Linked DNA regions of Anas platyrhynchos: region 1 is linked to region 2. Evidence: chromatin contacts called from public Hi-C data. All regions are on one chromosome and are shown on one strand. The core of a region is the stretch at or near the end of the contact, and the rest is flanking DNA. Distances in the headings are between cores, read along the strand shown. Region 1 holds the start of CDKN1C (cyclin dependent kinase inhibitor 1C). Region 2 overlaps KCNQ1 (potassium voltage-gated channel subfamily Q member 1).

The links. Hi-C and Micro-C count contacts between places; a contact is called where the count stands out from the background.
Region 1: a Hi-C map of subcutaneous adipose tissue shows a contact between it and region 2, with 2.8 times the contacts expected there. The contact joins the promoter of CDKN1C here to the enhancer-like site in region 2. A contact is called at or near these places in 5 of 8 Hi-C or Micro-C datasets (F5 follicle, liver, skeletal muscle and 1 more).

What each region holds. Positions count from the first base shown.
Region 1 is chr5:28,934,229-28,942,056 of IASCAAS_PekinDuck_T2T, reverse strand. CDKN1C (cyclin dependent kinase inhibitor 1C) reads left to right here and starts at 1,468. Exons shown (of 3, transcript XM_038180273.2): 1 at 1,468-2,237; 2 at 2,354-2,480; 3 at 2,580-3,289. The coding sequence starts at 1,487. The coding sequence ends at 2,475. It overlaps LOC106017168 (a long non-coding RNA gene), which reads right to left and starts at 1,337. Exons shown (of 5, transcript XR_005266234.2): 1 at 45-1,337.
Region 2 is chr5:28,691,812-28,699,050 of IASCAAS_PekinDuck_T2T, reverse strand. The region is part of intron 13 of KCNQ1 (potassium voltage-gated channel subfamily Q member 1); the gene reads right to left. Among named protein-coding and RNA genes, the nearest start is that of TRPM5, 140 kb to the right of the region's middle. Within about 2 kb of position 3,205, at least 6 of the 8 cell types and tissues checked have an H3K27ac peak or open chromatin away from gene starts, as enhancers often do. A contact at or near this core is called in subcutaneous adipose tissue, where this site is marked.

The sequences.
Region 1 (7,828 bases), core at 219-2,718, 240 kb before region 2:
CTTCTCTTCTTGCCCTGGCCTGACCCTCGCTGATCCACACTCACCTACCACCCATTCAGACACGGAGCCACCACAAGGGCCTTCTTGGGAGCTGCTTGGGTGACATCCCTTGGGCCAGGAGACCTCCTGGGGGCCACTTCAGGAAGGACACTGTGGTGGTACTTCCACATCAGTCTGCCTCACACAAGAAACCAAGACTACCTGTTGAGACACACCCAAACAGCTATCTTAAAAAGGATAAATGCCTTCACCTGTTCTAAAGCACCTGTGCTACCGAGCTGTGAAGTGAGTGACCTGGGGCATGACCCACAAACCAAAGCGTGCCCAGAGGACCTGCACCCTGAACATGTTTGTGGTGTAATCTTCTCACCACTGCAAAGCTATAGACCTACAGAGCTCTGCCTGAGAGCCCTCCTGCCCCCACAGACATCAGAAATGATGTTGGGAGACCAAGCTTGCTGTGACATTTCAAAGCCTGGGTGCTGAAAGACCCCTCCCTGGCCTCATGGGTCCCAAACTGGGGACACCACGGGTCCCAAACAGGGGGCACCACTGGGCCCTGCCACTCCTTGGGAGTGGGGCTTAAGATGTGGTTGGCAATGGCCACAGACATGGGGAAAACAGTGCAGAGGAGCAAAGGGCAAAGGGCATCTTGGGTACTTATCTTCCCTCCTTGCTTGCAGAGAAGCTCACCGCGGCACCAAGCCTCCGATGATGGTGCTCCAAGCCCAGTCTTGGCACCGTGTCCGATCATGCTCCCTCTGCCCCCCCCTTCCTTTTGCACTCCCCCATCCCAAAACAACAAAAGGCAATGACTGCAGTGACCTGCAGAAAATGTGAAGTGCAAGCCAGCTGATCCGTGGCAACACAATAGCGAGATTAGTTCATCTGCAGTGAACAAACATGTATTATGTGGGTTTAAAAGTTAGGAGAGGAAAATGCTGTGGTTTTCATGTATTTCTATTCAGCGAGGCTGCGACTTATTACTTCCATGCAGCCGAGCAGTCCTATTTTTAAAAATAGCCCTCAGCTTGTTTTGAGATCTGCAAGCATCCCGCTTTGTTTTGCAGCAGCGTAATAAAAACCCCGAGCCGGCAGCGGTCCCGCTGTCCTCCCCCCTTCCCCCCCCCCCGCGCCCTACGGATGCTGCAAAACGTCCCCTCGGGGAAAAGAAAAAAAAATAATAATTAAAAAAGTAAAAAGGCTGAAACATAACGATGATGCCACAGACATACACACACCCCCCCCCTCCGGGCTGGCAAGGCAGGAGGGAGGGGATAAAAACAAGCCCGAAAATCGCCGGGGAGGCGGCGGCGGAGCCGCGGCCGGCGGCAGACAAAGGCGGCGGCGGCGGGCGGGGAGCTCCGCGGCCGCCCCCCCGGGGCCGGGCCAGCGCCGGGGCCGCCCCCCCCGGGCCGATGCGGCGGGGCCGGGCCGGGCCGGGCCAATGCGGCCGGCGGCGGAGCGGCGCTGCCCGGCGCAGCCAATGGAGGGCGCGGGCAGGAGGGCTGCCGTCGGGGGCCGGGGGGGCGGCGGGGGGGCCGCCGCCAATCGCGGCGGGCTGCTGGCAGGGCAACGCCGTGCTGCTAATGGGTGTTTTGCTCGGCCTCGAGGGGAGCGGGGTTTAAAAGCGAGGCGGCCGGGGGAAGGGGCTCAGAGGCGGGGAGACAGGGCTGCGGGACGCGACGCGACGGGACGGGCGGCGAGGAGGAGCGGCGGGGGGCCCCCACGCAGCCAGCCAGCCACGCACCCCCCCCTCCACGCACCCATGGCCGACGTGCATCTCTCCGGCCCCCCGGCCCTGGAGCGCCTGGCGGCCCGACGGGCGCTGCTGGCCGGCCACGACCGCAGCGCCGTCTGCAGGAGCCTCTTCGGGCCGGTGGACCACGAGGAGCTGGGCCGGGAGCTGCGGAGCCGCCTGCGGGAGATGGGCGAGGCCGACCAGCGCCGCTGGGACTACAACTTCCACACCGACACCCCGCTGCCCCCCGCGCCCGGCCGCTTGCGGTGGGAGGAGGTGGAAGGCAGCGCCGTGCCCGCTTTCTACCGGGAGACCCTGCAGGTGGGGCGCCGTCGGGTCCCCCTGCGCCGGGCTCCCCCGGCACCGTCGCCCCCCGCCGCCGGCAAGGGGGCTTCGGGGGCGTCGGGGGGGCGGCTGAGCCGGGAGAACCGTGCTGCGCCCCCCGCTCCCCGCCGCCGCGCCGTCAGACGGAGCAGCCCCGCCACCCGCATCACAGGTGCGTGCCCCGACGGGGGGAGCGGGGAGTCGGGTTCCCCCACCTTTTTTTTTTTCCCCCCGGTGTACCCCCTCCGCCTCGCTGACGCCCCCTCTCTCGACGTCCCCCCCCTCCAGATTTCTTCGCCAGGAGGAAACGGCCGGCGCAGCCCAAGGCAGCGGCCGAGCACCCCCCCGGCTGCGCGTCCCCCCCCGCCGCCGTGCCGGCTGAGCAGACCCCCCGCAAGCGGCTCCGGTGAGCCAGGTGAGGAGCACCCGTGGGGGGAGGATGATGCTCGGGAGGGGGCTTCCTATTAATTTTCTTACCCCATCATAATTTTTTTTTTCCCCGTCCCCCCCATAGATTTTTGCACTACGGCACCCACGGGACAGGCGCGCAGCCCCGGGGGCGAGGCGCCCCCCAGGCACGGCCAACTGGGGCCCCCCCGCCCGGCCCGGGCCCCGGAGCGGAGCCGGAGCGAAACCGGAGCGGAGCCGGAGCCGCAGGCGCAGCGCCCGGCCGCGCACGGAGCAGTGTTACCGTACAACTGTGCAATGTATTACGTTCTATATAGAAATGTATTATGCCTAATGTGAGTACACTGGTCGAAAGTGTAAAGCTTTAAAAGTCACTTATATGAAATGTTTAATCTCTGAGCTCTCAGTGCAAGGAAAAAAAAAAAGAAAAGGTGGAGGAAAAAAAAAAGAAAAAAGCAAGTGTATATTTGTACAAAAACGTTTTTTAAGAGTTATACTAACTTATATTTTCTATTTATGTCAGAAATGTTGATAACTGGTTGACATCCAATAGTCGTTTTTTTTTTTTTTCTTTTGGTTAAGCCAAAGGGCACTATATTTGCTTTTGTTATTTACAAAATGTAAATTTATTTTTATAGTGGGATTTTTTTTTTTTTGCATTCACAAGATGTAGTTATGAAATCAAAACATTTTTTAGACTTTACTTGAATACAAAACTGTTTCAATGGTTCCTGAGCTGGTTTGTACCACTGTCATTGCAAATAATGCCACAACTTCAAATAGTAATAATAAAAAAAATCCAGGAAACCCTTGCAATGCTGCTTGGTGTGTGCTGTGCAGATGTCCCGGGGGGGTGGCTGTGATCAGTGGGGCCCAAGCCCGTGTTGCTCCATGCATTGTGGCTGCATCCACACCCCCTGTGCTCAAAGCTGCCCCCAGTTGCTGAAGGAAAGGAGTTGGTGGCTTGTGAACACACATGTGTTAGCGCTGCTGGAGTTAACAAAGTGAGGTAGGGAACATGCACCCATAGAAGCCCCAAATTCAGCCTTTCTACACTTGTTTTTCCCTTCTCCTCTTGCCAAAGCTGGCCCCAAGACCCCTCCAGGGTGTGGGACTGCCCCACACTAAGGGGGGGGGGGGGGAATGGGGTGGGCACAGCCCCTCAGCAGGCTCTGTACCGGGCAACCCTTGCAATCTGCATGTCCCCACCCCAGGCTACTGTAGGAAAAAGCTTCCCCATTCCTCTGGTCTAAGCCCAGCATTAATTTTGAGGAAAATCCTGTGATTCCAGCTATATGTGTAAGTGGGGAGCAGAACAGCCACCAGGCAAAACACATGAGCACAGCACCTGGTGCTGGCACAGCTACGCACTCCTGTGCAGCTCATGGGGGGCACCCTGGGCACGCGCCCTGAGCCCCATGCTGGGGGGTGGGGGGGGCAACCACCCGCAGGGGGCCCGATCCTGGCCGCAGGTGGTGCTGGAGAGCAAAGGAGGGCAGCGGCTGGCTGGATTTATCCCTTTTAAGCCCTAGGAGCTGCGCAATGATGCTATTTCACGGAGCTGGGGGGGATGAGAGGGGGGGCAGCCAGGAGAAGAAGGGCGAGGGTTTAACCCGCATCAGTGCTCCCTGGCCCCCGCAGAGCTCGCCTTTGCCCCCCCGTCACGGCCACGAAACGCTCCCGGCTGTAAAAGTAACATTGATTACCTCCAGCTCCGTGATCGCTTAATCAGAACGGGATTATTTTACGCGCCCGCATCAGTGGCCGCTGCCTCAATACGATTTTCCCCCCTCTTTGAAAAGAAAAATAGCTTTTCCCTTTCCTTCTGAAAGCCAACAATACCCGGAGTGAGGCAGCTGGATCCTCCAGGATTTATGGGCTTTTCTCTCGCTTTCATGAAAGCAGGTGCCTTTGGGACCTCCATTGTCCCAGCCCCCCACTCATAATAGGACTTTCTGCAATGAAAAAATCCCCGCTCTGAGCTCCCAAATACCTCGGCCGCAGGAGCCGTGCCGAGGTGTCCCCGGAGCATCCCAGCAGAATGGGCAGGGGGCCGTCGGGCCAGGCGAGGAGCTCTGGTGCCTGAGCCCAGCCCCATGGGATGCGGGGCAGGAAGGTGTGCGGCTGCCCCGCACCCTGCTCCACCCAGCCCGCCTCGCCCCGGCACAAAGCACACTGCCCCTATTCTTTCGGCCTTTGTAGCCATATGGCAAATCCATGTAGACACAGCCAACATCCATTTATTCAGGCACATAATGTCCCGCAACAGGGAACAATTGGAACTTTGTTTGCTTCTATTATTGATGCGAATGGGCGACAGAGAGAGAGAGAGAGGGGGGAAAAAATCATTTAACTATAAGAGATATCCAGCTAATTATGAACCATATGTGCCTATAGTTTCAAAGCAATCCAATGAAGTTCATTTTAAATCTAGACTACTTTATTAGTACTGAAGACAGATGTCTCAACAGTACATGCATCAGAGGAAACCATGTAAAGAAGTTCTTGAAATATTTAACTAGGACTCATTCATTGTCAGAGGGGCTTTAAAGTGCCCTTTATCATGAGAATGCATAGGCAGAAGCGGAGGGAGGCTGCCCGTTGTTACGGCCAGCCCACTTACCCTTGAGTGAGAAATCCCAAATCCCACTTTGGATTTCACGATGGGGGTATTTTTTGGAAAGGATGCAAGATATCAAGGGTCTAGAAGGAGCGAGCTTGCAGCTCATTGCAGCTACAAAAAGACAGGTCTATATCTGAGCTGCTTCCATCCTAGGCTGAAGCCAGCTATGCTCTCAGAGGAATAACCTACCCCAAACCACTGCTACCTCTCCAGGGGATGAAAGCTGCACATTTGGGAGACTGCTGCTGCACTTCCAAGACAGGAGCTTTAACGCTGCGAGACCTCCAGAGCTTTGTTTCAGGCAAGCATCTCCCAATGCAAACCCCGTGGTGCCTACCTAAGCAGGAGACTGAAAGGGAAACTCATCAGGGGAAAGTCTTTTGGACCCCCTTTACCCCCAGGAAATGCAATTATCAGCAAACAACCTTGGCAGAAAGCTTGGCGCTATCTTTATGAGCGCAGCAACATCTACCAGTAATTAAGCCACTTCAGTTAGATGAATGCAACATATGGTTGACGCTGGGAATCATTCTCCTGCCTAGCCACGACTTTTCTTTCTGGGCCAAAACTTGTTCTATTATCACTTAGAATAAACAAAAAAGCTGCTTTCCACTTCTTGAGCAAATATTTGTCTCTAATGAGCATGAGGTGTAGGTAACAGGATGGGGGAAAATGGTAATTTTTAAAGCATAATTTCCTACATTCGAGTATAGAAATAAAATAGATCCACTAAATGCTTAATTCACTTACAACTGGTTGTCTTTGCTTAGTAGATCTGGGCAAAGGACACACGTGAGGGGGTGAAGAAATTGAATTGACCACATTTAAGCAGAGAACCAGAAAGTAGTAGTGCATGCATATAGGTACACATTCATACATGCCTCCCTGCCAACAGCCTGTACCCCCTCAGAACTGTTCTGTACATGCTTTCAGAACAAACCAGACCCAAACACGATCCCAAAATCTTTGTAAGATGAAAGGATAGAATTATATCTGTTATTCTGGTTAACACTTACTGAACAGAGGAGAAAGGAAGATGCTAGGCAGTTTGAAGAGCTGCAGAGGCCATAAAACCTCTTAAGCAGGCCTGGCTACAAGATTAAAAATAGCTCTAATTCATAGGCACAGGACAAACACAGTTTTGGAGCCCTATCCCCTGTCAGCAAAGCCAAGCCTCTGTTCCAGGAAGATTGGAAACCAGCAGTCGTGCAGCCTCACATCTGCATCCGCGGTGTCATGGGGACCCAAGCTGTGGGGACGCAGGGACAGCACTGTGCAGCATGGGGGTTGGGGTAAGCGGGTGCAGGTGGAGCAGAAGCAGGGCTAAGGCTGGTTTAGGCTCCGCATGTGTTTTTGGCTACATGAAGAGGAGAGCTTGGAAATGGTTGGCTATGGAGCATCTCAGACCAGAACTCAATTATTCACTTCCATCTCTCTTTATGTTGGTTCCCCATCATTAAATAGAGATAACAGCACTCACAGCTTATATATTAATCCATTCGTGTTTGAAAAGCACTCCAATACTACAACGAGCTGCACAAAATAAATCCAGCAGGGAAATTATTAATGTCTTTGGGCAGGGCTTGAACAGTGCGAAGTTAATAAGACCCAGCACTGTCCATTGAATGGAGAGAAAAAGCCAAACTGAGCAACTGCTCATTAAGCGAGCACCGTTCACCCTGTGCACTCAGTGCGATCATTTAATTAAAAAGATTTTATCATCATGCACAGACACAAGGGGGCAGAGCCAAAGTCTTCCCTGGTCCTTGCCGTTCCCGGTTTTCCTTCCTGCAGCCCTGAGCATCGCTCACCCATCCTCTTGTGTCATATGTGGCAGCAAATGCCACGTTTAAAGTTCAGCCCTGCTCTGCAGCACCTCAGAGCATTTCTCAGGTGCCACCTAAAAAAGAAACCTAAAAACATTTAACGTCTCTCTCCCCTCTCCCCTCCCCCCCCCCAGTCTTTAACACTCAGAAATCACTACATGAGCTTTGACAAGGCTTTTCACTCTGCCACAGGTTGTCCCCCATCCCCACTGACTCTTGAGGCAGGGACTGGGACGATCTCCCAAAATCACGCACATGCAGCACCACGACACCAGACTCCGGCTCCTACCACCCTTTCCACAACAGTAACCCTGGGAACTCTTCTCTGTGCCCATCCATGATGTGAGGCAAAGAGGTTTTTCTGAGAAGGAAGATGCTTTGATCCCAGATATTTTGGAGTGTTATTGGACAAGAGGGACAGGAGCATGCAGCCCTGCCTGCATGCCACTTTGTGACAACATACATGCAAGCCTTTCACCTCAAACACAAACAAATGAACCCCCAAATGGCCCCCACAACAAATTCACCAACACCAACTGGTCCCATTTTTACATTAAAAAAAACACAGGGAAGCCCCTGTTTGGGTCACATTAGGCAGCTCAAGACACACAAGGAAACAAGTCCTACAGCAGTTCACTCCGGAAAACAATGAGCATGAATTAAGTTGTTTTCATACATTCGAGGGTAATTGGTTTAGCAAAGTCTGTTTTCCCTTGGACTTTCATTCAAGAAGTTTTCAAAGGTGGCTCTAGTTAGCACAGCCTCAGCTCTACTTAGGCTGTGCAGCATCCCATCCACCACCTGTGGGTCCTCAAAGCTTTGGGTGACAGCTTGCAGGTTTTGCTCTCTCACAAAGGTAGTACCAAAATCTTCTGTGAACTTCTGGGGGTCTCTCCCCTGCCCCCC
Region 2 (7,239 bases), core at 1,956-4,455:
AGCATGTAGTGCTGCTCCTCTTGTTCCTTGTCCAAGACTACTAACTTCCCATTAACGCTTAACATCGGGAGTGTCATCTTTAGGAACCGCAGAAATAATTGTGGAATAAATAACGGTCAATGAATCAGGCATGACTTCACTGCCGAATTATGCAGCTTCCCTGACAGTTGCCTACACTCACAGAACCTCAGAGATTAGAGTGTTTAGCAACGTTTAGAGGTGTCATTGGTAATGGAAGACACATTTGGGAAGTTAAACTTTCAAGCTATTACTTTTGCCTATTTCAGATCCCAGACAACAATGGAGAAGGCGGCAACTTTTCCCTCTGAAAAAAAAAAAATATTCAAAGATTCTTACGTTTTGTTACCAGGCTCTCAAACTGCACTATTTATAGTAAGATTGTTTTCAAGTCCACAGCATGCTCAAGAAATGCAATGAAAACTGACAGCAATGTGGATCTGCACTTCATAAAAGAGGCCTCTGTGGTTACATCTTTAATAATTCCAGTTAAGCAAGAAAAAAGGGGTGGGGGGGGAAGTAATTTGGAGAAAACATTGATATGCAGTTCCATTTAGGTCTGATTTCACACACAATGTTCCTATTGTTGAGTTAGCATTTCAGCCAAAGCTGATGGCACAAGGTAGAGCTCCATATGCACACAAACAAAAATGTAAACAGAAAGTAATACCGTACCAATTAATTATCATGAATTCTTCAAAAACAACCGGCACTGTTAGCAGTGCCAACATGAAAATGCCCTACCTGAAATGCAAGTCACAAAGCGGCTTTGCTTTCATCAGAGCTCCATATAAAAGAGTAAACAACATAGCTATACTTCGGGAAAGGTTTGAAAAAGAAACGGGTGATAATTTATGAAGTGTTTTGCACTACTGTTTTTCCCTTTTGTGAACTTTGCTTTGGCTGGTTTGCAACAGTAGGGAGTAAGGGGAAACCAGCTGAACATAAACTGTTTGATTTGAAAGTTTGCATCTGTAAACTCCTGAGACAGCCCGAGGGAGGAGGTGATAATTCAGTATCTTATAATAGCAGGCAGCACAGAGATCAAAGAGAAGGAAGACTTGGCTGAAACCAGCTATGACGGCTTGACTGTGTGAGGTACTAGTAAAACAAAGATATTTTTGATGCTTAAGGAAGACTGAACTGCAGCCCTGCTCACCTTCCACTTGTCATACAGGTTTGGACTTTGTTGCAGCCACGCTGGAATAAGACCCTCCTGCTGCCATATGCGTCTTTGATAGTAGTTTGGACATGAAAAAAGGTTTGACGTCGAGACACTTGCAGTCTTCCAATTGAATATCCAGTGCAATTAAAAGCTGGAACTTTTTTCCCCCAACACAGAAAGACAGAAGCTAGGAAAGGCCAGAATCTCCGGCTCCTGGTGTTACAGATAGAGACCATCTCACTGTGTAATGCTGGGATGGTTCCTATGCCATGCCTCAGCATGTGAACAGAAGTCCCAGAACTGAGCACTGACTTCTTCTAAAAAGCCAAAGGACACTATTTCAAACATATTTTTTTTTCCATATGTTCATTAATTATGCCAGACTGCAAGGTTCAGGATATGATTTTTCACATCTCTGGAGGCTATAAAAAAAATACTACTCCTGGGAATCAAAGACAACCCCATATCTAAATACTGCACACGCACATGCAAATACTACTTAAAACCTTATTCTGTATGGGTTCCAGGACATGCTATTTCCAAAGAGTAGCTAAACTACTTCAACTCTCCATCTACGTCCTATCACAACAGGAAAACACCAGGTGACCCATCCATTAGACGGCCATCTCTTGAGATCAGAAAAGTATGTTCAGCTGGAATATGCAGGGTTCTAGATGTCCATTCAATTTTGTACATGCACTATGCTACACTCTTCCCTGTTCACAAAGTATTGAAAAGGACTGAAAAGGATTAGGGGCTGCTTGCCTGGCGTTTCTGTTTTCTCACACCTCTGTGCATTACACAATGATGACGTTAGGACAGGCAGATCTTGGAAGGATCCAGGGATGTCACATAGATGTGGAATTAGCTTTTGACTTAATTCACATCCAATTTGTTATAGGCATGAGTATGGGGGGGGGGGGGGGAAACCACCACACTACCACAACAACAGAAAACGGCATATCCACAAGCTGCAAATCACTTGATTCTCCAAAAGGCACTTAATCTAGTGCTTAAATCCTACCCAAGCCAAAGGCTTCCTAACATCCACTTGGAATAAAATACATTGAAGCATTTTGCTGAATTAGGGCTTCGGAAAACAATGCAAGGCCCATTGAATTTCATTGGCATGATGTCAGTAAGCAAAAAATAAAACAAGGAAAAGATTCCTCCCCCCAAAATAAACAGAAATACAGCTGAAGGAGTGACATCATCATTGCATACTTATGCCAATTATGGCCTAGGTGCTAAAATGATGATTCCCCTAAAAATAGCTATGAACAAGTGATACCACATTACGTTGATATGTTGGAAAGAATAACACAGGGGTTTTTTGACCTATATCAAGACATCCAAAGTTGTTACCAACAGTTGAGCCATTTGCAATTGAGATTACATTACCACCTCAAGGCTCTAAGCTCACACAAAAGAAAAAGAAATAACATCTATGAAAAATAATTTTCTAATTTACGTGCTTATAAATAGGTTCTTCTTAAAAAGCACCTCTCTCATTCATCCTCAGGTTTTTCAACATTTATGCTGAAGCGTTTTACATCTGTAAGGCTTCCCCCACCCCCCTTTTTGTTTGTTTCAAAGATGCTGATTAATCTGGATTACTACAGAGCAGACTTTTTAATTGTGAATGTTTTCAAACCAGAGTCTGCTTTACATCTGCATTCACATCTTATATATAAATATTGCCAAAGAAAATGCTTTGTATATAAAATACCTAAAAACGCATCACCCAGAGAAGAATAGCCTGTGTTGTGTATATACAGCAGACAAACAAAATTCCATGGAAAAACACACACTGTAAACATCACGGCTTCCCCATTGAGGACAGCTGCTGTAATACAATCTGCAGTGCCTGCTGCCAGGATTTTCCACATGAGTGCATCTTCTTTTAACCGCTGCTCAAACACTGGCTGAAAGAGGAGCTGCTAGACTGAACATGTGTCTGCGCTCGGATGACAAACCCCCGGCACAGCACTGGAATGCAGAGCAAACCTCAGCTTTTGGGCGGGAAAGGCGCTGCCCGCTCGGTGGGCCTTCGGAGTAAACTCCCTGAAGCTTTTGCTTTGGGATATGCACGTTGTGCTTCCCAGTAAGATAAGATGACCTCAGCATGCCTGTTGTGAGAATGCATGCAGTGGCGTAAACGTTAAACAGAAATTGTCAATAAATGCATTACAACTTAAGGCAGCAGTATAAAACCCACGTCTTACATTGCTTGTATTGGCAGCTGAGTAGAAAGAAAGGATAACCACATTGGACGTGTATATTAATTTTCTTAGATTAAAGAAAATGGGTATTGGCAGAAAGCGTCGGAGATATAAAATGCTGGGGGGAGGAGGAGGGAAAGGGGTGGCTGCAGAAAATCTGTTCACAATATTAGCAAACTGCAAAACAAGGCCTAGATTAGATAGAAAAGGGAGTCAGGTTTCCCTGCACAAAAGATACCTCAGCTGCCAAAAGTACAAGAGCAATTAAGGAACACAAATCAGCTTAAAAGCAGGGAGGAATAAATGGTGTAGAAAAAGGGAAGTGCTCACTTGAATTAATGAGTTTGCACATGAATATGCACACACATTTATACATACACACGCAATCAGGGTGAAGTTTCCTCTCTGGACATACAGAAGGATGTGTCTGCTCTGCGCTGGGCTCAGATGCTCTCTTGCTTCCCCTAGCTCAATGAGTGTTGGTGCTGGCTTTTTCCTTGACTTCTGCTCCATTGCAAAAGTGCAACCCTTTTACCCAAATATCCCAGGCAGTAAAGAAACCACTGTCAGTTCTCTAGTGATTTAGACATATTTCTCATAGGTGAAGCTCACAAATACTCTGGATTTAAAATTCACATAAAGATTATGTACCATTCAAAGCAGACAAAGTCCTAGTAAAAATTGTTTTAACTCATTAAAATAATACAGATTTCTTTTATTTTTTTTTCATTATTTGCTCCTATACCTCAGTTTCTTCACTATCCTTGAGTCTTTTTTTTTTTTTTTGTGCACAGATAAGAATACTCCAAGAAGCTAGAACCCTCCTTTCTCCCTTTCTGCCAGAACTAGGCTTTCTCTCAAAAACCAGTGAGCACTCCGGTTCTCTGCCTCTGGATGACAACAGCATAGGCTGTATGTGTGCACAAGCAAGAAAGGTGATACACAGGTTAAGAGAATATTCAAGAAAAACCTGAAATATCTACTGAGAACTGAGGAGATTGTTTCTGAAATGACAGATATAGATATATAATAAGAGTAGTAACACTTCTATGACAATCCTCACTCTCTGAATACAATAATTTCCAAGTTGCATTAGCTGCCTATTGAAACTATACAAGTAACAATGCCAAGCTCATACTCTACCAATGCCAATTTTTCACGGTGGTTGTGGCAGTTCCTTAACCAGTACATTAGCTGCTTGTATGTCTGCCTTCTTGGGTGAAATTACTGTCAGTATTTCTTTAACTTCTCAAACTGTAGGTCATCTCTGGACAACATGTATCTATGGGTGTGGATGGCTATCACAAAACAAATGAATTGGTTAAGTCAGTTTAAAAGAAACCCAGGAGCCAGAGTACATTTCCCTTTGTAGAGCACACGTATAAAGAAAAAAATGGTTGCAACAATAATAGGGCAAACATCTTTCCCACATTTTTTCCTATAATAGTTTCAGACTATATACCTCAGACAAAATGCTATCAGCCACTGCCACTTTATCGTAAATGTCTCTTGGCATTTGTTGTGTTACTTAAACACTGTAATTCAAGAATTTATGTGAACACCTCCAATTCTTTAAATATATTTGTAGCTTTACAAAAGGGCTTGAAACTATGTATATCATAGCTTTCAAGAATACAAAAGGTTAAAAAGAGATGCCAATACTTCTTTAAGTCTTGTGATTCAGCATGGCCTAACTCACAATTTATGAGCTCTTCGAGGCTGGCAATGCTATGATTACTCAACCTGGCTCATAGTTGGCAGACACAGTCCAAACAAGAGAATCAGAGAATCTCAGTTCTAATCCCTGATCTTTTACAGGGACTCAGCTGGATCGGATTCAGCAACACATGCAGCCACATGCTATGTGTTAAACAAAATGTTACCTCCATTGAAGCTATTAGGACTCTGAAAGTACTCAAAGTGGTTGCTTAAACAATTACCTAAATCGGGGTCTGTCTACATGTTCAGAAGAGAGCTGCTCAAAAGCTGTTTGTTCCTCCTTTGGCTTAATTACCAACTCAGCTGATTGAGTTTGGCATTCTGTGGGAAGCACAGGGTGGTCAATACAAGAATTACTGTCTAATAAAATGCAAGGTATTATAATATTCAGTTGTAGTAACAACATATCGGTGTACATACTAGGGCAGAAGCAGCAGAAAGCACAGCCTGACAGCTTCCTGAAACCTTAGAACAATATGGTAAGTGATGATCCATCTTTGACAGAACTTGCTAGAACTTTGGTACCCCTTTGAGTTCCACGATACCTTGTTGAAAAAATATTTTCTTTACTTAGCAGCTCTAACATTTTCAGGTCATTGGCTAACTCCTTAGGTTTGTCCTGCTAAGTCTCATGGCTTCAGCCTTGGCATAATTTTGCACTGCCACCTCTCAGCATCAACAAGTGGGGAAAAAACAACACCATAAGCAAACAGTTCACAGTCATAACAGAAGCCAGGAAGTGTTCCGCATTGATCTTCAGATTCTTTTGCCTATAAACCATGTAAATCAACATACAGGTAACACTTAGATATACATGAGTTGTGAGATCTGTTTCAAAGGTTTATTTGTTAATTGGATTTCCCAGCGAAATCCAATTAACAAATAAAACTTAATAGGACTAGGATGTTGAAAAATTAAAAATCTGAATGTGGTAGATAGATAAAGTGATATAACACAGGACACAATGAGCACAGGATGTAAGGTCACAAATGCCAAATATATGAGCTGTTGAGCACTCCTTGATATACAAAAAAATCTATGCCTGATTTTGATGTTAGAAATGCTTGTTCCCTTGCTGTCACAATGGGGTGCATAACAGGCTGGCAAACACCAAATAAATTTCACAAATAAATAATTTCACAAATAAAAGCTGATACAGTTGAAGGTTAAAAATTCCCGTCTTTTTGGATCTCTTACATCATCTAAGAAAATAAAAGAGCCTCAGACAATTGAACAGAATAGTAGCAAACACAGGTACAGCACTACATTCATTCTTCTGCAAAGTCACACACCATTTAGAGACTGAATTCCTTTTGCATTTCACATGAAAATGTGAATTCCTGACTATTAAGTTAAAGGGATCATGGCATACGTCACTGTGAGGAGGACCAGAGAAGTCTGCATCCCTGTAAATGAATATCCACAATATCAACCAGAGACAAGAAGGTAGTTTGGGGGTGGGGGGAGGGGGGAGGAGGCAAAGCTCAGCATGAACACCAAGGGTCAGACATGGCCATGCACAATCAGACATTTAATGAATTTCTGCAGACAGCTGCTTACATAACTGTCAAGCTGTCCTACCAGGCCTTCGAAAGCACTGAGGCATTTCCCCTTTTTCAAGGAGGAAAAAACCCACTCTGAAAGATAAGAAAAGCAAAACTCATAAGCTGCAATAGTCGCAATTACTTATAATAGCTTATGACTACATGGATTAAGCTTTAATTATTATACTGTTGCTATTTGTCTACTATTGGATGTGTTGAGAAACCAGTTCTAACCTGTCAGACATGATGGACTGATGTTTTCTAATGTTTAAAGAGTTATAGTTTGCCCTTGCCTTTTGCCAACAGTATATTTCCACAATTAAAGGAAGTTATTTTATACCATTTTAAACAAAGTTTGAAGAAACTTGCCGTAGGAACAAACTTCCTGAGTTTCATTATCCAAAGCTTTAAAATGACTGGCAAGCTTCACTTTTGAGTCATATAAGTTAATTGATGACACACTAATCATGAGGAGTAATGCTAGTCTAGTCAGGTATTCTTTTCTTCCTGGTAAATACAATCCAGGATACCCTGAGGGATTCTGCTAAGCACAGATGTAGAGAAAAGCACA